Regions from separate parts of the Gossypium hirsutum genome. Here region 1 is linked to region 2. The links are chromatin contacts, called in public Hi-C maps. All regions are on one chromosome and are shown on one strand. Each heading gives the region's core, a stretch centred on a gene start, on an enhancer-like site or on the middle of the called end of the contact. The rest is flanking DNA. Distances are from core to core; before and after follow the strand shown.

Evidence for each region. Hi-C and Micro-C count contacts between places; a contact is called where the count stands out from the background.
Region 1: a Hi-C map of leaf shows a contact between it and region 2, with 1.8 times the contacts expected there. The contact joins the promoter of LOC107955926 here to the enhancer-like site in region 2. A contact is called at or near these places in 2 of 34 Hi-C or Micro-C datasets (both in leaf).

What each region holds. Positions count from the first base shown.
Region 1 is chrD12:2,895,993-2,899,274 of Gossypium_hirsutum_v2.1, reverse strand. LOC107955926 (protein unc-50 homolog) reads left to right here and starts at 1,664. Exons shown (of 10, transcript XM_041108225.1): 1 at 1,664-1,942; 2 at 2,825-2,892. The coding sequence starts at 1,853. It overlaps LOC107953374 (reticulon-like protein B11), which reads right to left and starts at 1,483. Exons shown (of 6, transcript XM_016888672.2): 1 at 1,321-1,483; 2 at 875-1,055; 3 at 557-698; 4 at 397-466; 5 at 137-306. The coding sequence starts at 1,381. The coding sequence ends at 137.
Region 2 is chrD12:2,793,570-2,796,675 of Gossypium_hirsutum_v2.1, reverse strand. It overlaps the pseudogene LOC107930536. Among protein-coding and RNA genes, the nearest start is that of LOC107930597, 18 kb to the right of the region's middle. Within about 2 kb of position 1,620, at least 6 of the 9 cell types and tissues checked have an H3K27ac peak or open chromatin away from gene starts, as enhancers often do. A contact at or near this core is called in leaf, where this site is marked.

The sequences.
Region 1 (3,282 bases), core at 415-2,914, 100 kb before region 2:
TCACTTTCAACAGAGAATAATAAAACAGTTGCATAATCTAAATTAATGCAATAGAAACAATGTAAAAGGAGCTAGCTTCTTAGTTATTTCGACTAGAGTCAAGCAAGCATAGGCACAGAGAATATACCAAACTTACCTACTGCATCTTCTTTTCCTTGTTTGAGGGCAATGGAAGCTTACTTAAGACCGTTTCATCAAGTTTCCTGCACTGCTCTTGAAAGACTCTGTGCGCTACAGAAAGCTTCTCATCAATGTGAGGCTGGTACTTTTCATATACCAAAGGGACTGATAAAATAAGAATAACTCCTGTGGAACACATCCAAACAAATAAGCATAAATGAATAAAGTCAATGGAATCATCACAGTTATAAGACCGAACAGGGTCACATAACTTACCAATATAGACCAGAGTGAGGAAGTTGAAGAGGCTACCAATGAATGATACAAACCACAAGCTAAGGGCAACCTGATCAACAGACATTAAAAACTTTGCTAGTCAAGGGCATTTTAAGGTTTTATATCAATTAAATGATATTATATAAAGGAAAAGCTTAACCTTAAGAAAAACTTTCAAATTTCTGCCGATGGTAATGTCATGTGCAATTGACAATACACAATTAAGCCATATTTGTAACTCATCCGCGACAATCCCAATCGTTCTCTCAGAAATTTCCATATTAGGAATTGGCGGCAAAGGCCTGCATATGAAAGCAGAATCACTTCCATTTTCTTCTAAGAAATCATAATGCATTGTTCTCATAAAAAAAGAAGGAAACAACTGTCTTTTTTCTGGGTACGAGTATTTTCCATCAAAGCATGCAATAGGATAAGCAGTTAGTAAAGGAGAGATTAAAGAGTTTAGCAATGGAAAAACCTGTTGAGAAGTGAAGCAGATTTGGCCCACAAGAAGAGAATAACAATAAGGAGCAATAACACGTTGGCCACGAAAGTTAAGAAATTATAACCGGCTACTTCGAATAAGTACCACATCGTCGTTGCCGAGACTAGCATCACAGCTCCGCCACGCCATTTTCTCCACAATAGCACATCAGCAACTACCGGAAATACATGAACAAAATTAAACCCAGACCTCAAAAATAAAAAAATAAAACAATTAACAATCCCAAAATAAATCAGAATCATGTAAACCAGATGACATGTTGCTGAATAATATAATTAGACTACGGAATATTAGTTAGTATTCGGAAAATAAAAAATCCTCGAGAACACCCAATTATAGAAATGATCGTGGAAGCGAAACAGATCTATTGAGAAATGAAATGAAGAGGCTGCTGGGAATATATAGAAAGAGAAGGAAACCTGAGCCGCCACCAAGCGCTTTATGAACTGATGTACCAAGTGCAAGGCTGGAATCTCCCATGGGGCGGGCGATTGCTGAATTTCGTTTCTTCTGCAATTTGATATCAGGGAGAAAGGAGAAAAAAGGGAGAAGGAGAGGGAGAAACAAAAACGAAGGAAGGTCCTCATTAAAATGGGCTTTAAGCCTCTCCCTTAAGATGGGCTCATCGGGCCTGTTGTTTATTGAGTTATCTCTAGCCCGATTATGTAATGTAACTCTGGTCAAATCTTGGTTTTGGTTCTGTCAGGTCAGCCCAATTTTGCAGCCCATTTATGAGAAAGAGTTTAAATGAATCGGCATTTGAGGAAGGCAGGTGCCTAGTCAGAGTGACAGCGAGCCTGGGACGGAGAGAAAAACAGAGTCGTCGTCATTTTTACGCTTCCATCCGTAGACACAAACTAAGAGGTGTAAAAAGAAAACAAGGAAGAGATCCCTACAGATCTCGGATCAAACAGCCAAATCGAACTAACTCAAAGTCAGAGAAAAGGGAAGATGTTACCAACGGTGAGCAAAACGCGTTCCACGCCCTCCACATCTCGACCTAACTCCATGTTCCCCCAGTACCTACGTCGAATTGTCAAGGTCCATTCTCTTTCCCTCTCTCTGGATCTGATCTTCCATTTCATCTAATTTCTATCCCGGAGTTCGAATCTTGTTGCAATTAGGAATAAGACTTGTCGGTGTTGCTTCCTTTGTCCTTTTTTTTCCTCACTTCACGTTGCATCTTTGCTCAAGTTCTTGATTGAATGAAATTTACAGATTTTACATTCTAATTTTTATTCATTATTGTAATTAATTCCAGTCTTAGGACTTAGTGGCGGGTAATATCTGGCGTTAGAAAGTAGATTAAAAAGGTTGGGATGTTATAAAAGAGAAGTCATTAGTGTGAAATCCAATCTAGAAGTAAATTCTAATTTCAATGTGGGAGAAGTAGTGATGAGAGAGTTAGGTGGTTTTGGCGTAATCAGACTTTGGATCCTTATGTGATTCACGAATTTCATCCTGGAAATATGCCAAGTTAACAATAACCTGGACCATTTTAAATTGAATCCCTACCATTCAGGGGTAATCTTATAATAAAATTAGTAATTTGACTTTGATGTATGTCTTTGCTGATTTGAGCAATATTGCATTGTTTTGCTAAGTTTTGAATGGTTTAATCCTCCCAAGTAATTTTGTGTCTAATGTATTTTCTTACTTGTCTTTTTCTTATATGTTTGTTATTTATTTAACTTAGATTTGGATGTAGGCCTCTGTTATAGCTGCGTGTGGGAATTTTCTCTTTTTTATATTTGAAGTATTATGCTAAAATGTATCAGTCATAGATGTTGAATTGCAATTGAACAATATATGCAATTAACTTGTAGAATGAATTGTGCTATTACACATTTCCTCATCATCATCATTGCTGTATATGGCTGCTTCATCTCATAGTGCTCCTCTTTCCTTTGTTGGTTTGTGTAGTGGCAACAAATGGATATTGAATATACTTTCTGGCAAATGCTTCACCTATGTACTGCACCAAAGGTTGTGTAAGTATCGACCCCTTACCATCATTCTACTTGATTTCTATCATCCCATATTATCATCAACTAGTTACTGAGTGCTAAATCCATATAATTCCAGGAGTAGATGAAATGTACCTATGTTGCTGACACTCCATTTTCTGCTGACTGATTTTCAATTCTCATTGTCTCCATTAGATACATTTCCGGAGTCTTGAAATGAAATTTGAGCTAGTAATTCACTCTATCATAGAAGACTTTTGAGTGTTTACCATCTATTAGTTTTTGGTCCAGAAATTAGTATTATTGAATGTTGATTATGTTTTTGGTCTGGGTAGAGGTTACAGGATTTTGACAGAAGGCTGCCTGTTGTATCCGGTATGGGAAACTTGTTATTGCTTGTCTGTGCCTATTGAG
Region 2 (3,106 bases), core at 371-2,870:
AAAGCCAACAAGTTGTCCTGGTGCGATTCCATACTCCTAAAAACTGTGCAAAAGAAAGGATAAAAAGGAAGATGAAAACCCGCCTCTAACAGATGTAAAGGCAACAATAAACCTTCTTTGGTATCGTTCAACCTCTTTCCCCCTTTAACAATCTCAAAGTTAAAAGCAAAGCTTGGCAATTTGATTCCCCGAACGGAAAGATGTCGAACCATTTCTGCCTTTTTTGTCATGCAATTGTATACGTTACTCTTTACAGGTACACATGCTTCGCGACGTTTCTTGCGACCGCCACCCTCATTTTCTAAACCAAACCCACTGCCCTGATTACCATGCCCACTATGGCCACCACCTCTACCACCCCAACCCATCCTAACTTTAGCCACATTAGATAAACAAACCAAGATAAAAATAAAAGAGAAATTGAGTGATTTATATATTCATAAGTTATCCTCTCATTTTGTGAATCCATTCTTAAACCAGATCTGGTTGAAACTGCAGAAGAAACCTAAGGAAGCCAAAATGAATAAGCAAGTTTGTAAGAAAATAAAGTCAAACTAAGAAGATGAGACATGAAAGTAAATTGTTAGGAAGACAATGATAAAATACAATCCAGGGATTAGAAATTTTTTTAAAATTTGAATTTATAAAACTTTTTAAGGAAACGAACAGTTAAAACAACAAAAATAACAATTAAAGCTTAAAACTTACATAGTAAGCCTTTAATTACACGAATCATGCATGCAATTGTGTATTAGAAAAGTCAATTTATAACTCTTCTTCAAAAAAGTGACAGACAAGTTGTTATAGAATACCTCATAACCCGTGACCCGAAATTTGATCCGTAACTGACACATTCACAATCTCGAGAGGTCAACATGATGGAATGCCTCGCAACCTCGTAAGGTGAAACACTAGCACCTCGCGAGGGAGGCATGCGGATACGCCTCGCAACCTTGAGAGGCAGGACACGTGAACACGTATGATTACTCTTCGATGCGAATCTTTTCTTAAAGACATGTCTAGGATATGTGTCAAACTTAAAGGGGCGATGTGTCACCCTCAATTATATACATGACACCTAGCTACCCCTAGCATGTCACATCAAAGGAATCGTAACTTATAAATAAGGAAAAACTGGTCCCAAGTGAAAAGAGAAAAAAATAAACCTCAACAAAGTCAAAAATGCGAAATTCAGTAATAATCAAGTTTTAACATCCACATCTAAGGGTAAGTTTGAATGGACGGTGTGTTTTTTTATGGTTAGTACAAAAACAACGGTGTTAATAAGGTTAAATACGATAATTTGAGATAAAAAATAAACTAAACGCATCGCATAATGTCCCACCGCTCAGCAAACCTACCCTTAAAAAAGAAAAGTTTTAATTTCCTAAGTGGAAGTGAACGTGACCGTGAACGTATCCAAGTTCATTTCACAATTAACATGTTATTGTTTTCTTCATTACACACCTAGATGGGTTAGTTTCTATTTTCTCTGTAGTTTCCCGATAAGCAAGCGTCTCATTCAAATCATCTTTCATTTCACGACCAGCTTGCCCGGCCCTACTTCACTGATCCCCTATTGGCTTACCCATTGTAAAAATCTTCGACGCTATTATCGAATCTTTTTATTCTTTTTACTCTACAGTCTACAGTCCCAACGTTTGAAGTTAAGTCACGCCTCTCTCTTAAATCTCTGTACATCGCTTCTTCACTTCTTCTTAAAACCCCTCAAAAGGACTGCCTCAAACAAGGAAGACAATGGCGTTTTCTGAGTTCAGGCCACTAGACGAGAACTCGCTCATCGAATACATTAAAGCCACGCCGTCTTTGTCATCGAAGATCGTCGACAACTATGATGGTTTAAAGATTAAGGAAGTTGGAGATGGCAATCTTAATTTCGTCTACATCATCGTTGGCCCTTCTGGTTCTTTTGTAATCAAGCAGGTTTCGCTTCTTCTTCTTCTTTTTTTTCTTTTTCCTTTTAATCATTAAATACTCGAAATTATGAAATGGGATATTCCATTTTTTGCGTAAAATGTCGAATACAGGCACTTCCCTACGTACGACTTATTGGGGAATCTTGGCCCATGACTAAGGAACGAGCATATTTCGAAGCGTTGGCGTTAAAACAACATGGTGCGTTATGCCCTGAACATGTTCCTGAAGTTTATCACTTTGACCGTACCATGTCCTTGATTGGAATGCGGTATTTAGAGCCGCCCCATATAATCCTTAGAAACGGGTTAATTGCTGGGATTGAATATCCTTTGTTGGCGGAACATATGTCAGAATACATGGCCAAGACTCTTTTCTGCACATCTCTCCTCTATCGGTCAACCACAGAGCACAAACGTGCAGGTAACGGACTCATATGCATTTTCTTTCTCAGTGTTTTTATGTTTTGAGTTTGGTTTTGGTGTAGTTTGAATGCTGTCACTGCAAGTACATTTGGGGATCATAAGTTAGGATTTATATAGATATAGATCGTGCACTAATAAAACTACATATTATGGAATTCTTGGTTGCAACATTGATTCATAACAAAGTTCTTGTTATATTTTGGGCCCGAATGCATCAAGTTTGATGAAACATATCAAACTATCGGTAGTTTAGGGAGTGTTGTATAATCTACTATCCAATATTTGAAATTGTATTAGAGCTTTAGAAAGTTTGCTGCTGGTGCTATTATTATCTGTTATATCTGACAAATGATTGCTCCATAATGTCTATATACCAAAGATTACTAGGGGAAAAGTATATTTTCTTATTCATTGAGTAAATGGCAAGTGTATGTTTAAGCCTGGTATTATATTAACCTATTTCTAACTATCTCCATATAGCTTCTTCCTTCAGTAGCCATTCAATGTTTAGATCTTCATGACCACGGATCTTGTCAATTCTTAGTGCAATTTTAGCAGTGACATGAATATGATTTTAATACCAGTAGTCATTCCAAATGTCATGGGAACTCATGGAATTAAGAAAAAAAATGCTTCTTTATATGCCTGTGGATATGAAGAATGAGCATTTCTGCTGATAAGCTTTGTCATTTTTCCTCTACTAGTCTGTTTGGAGCAAGTATATATGTGTTGTTTTAGATTAAAGA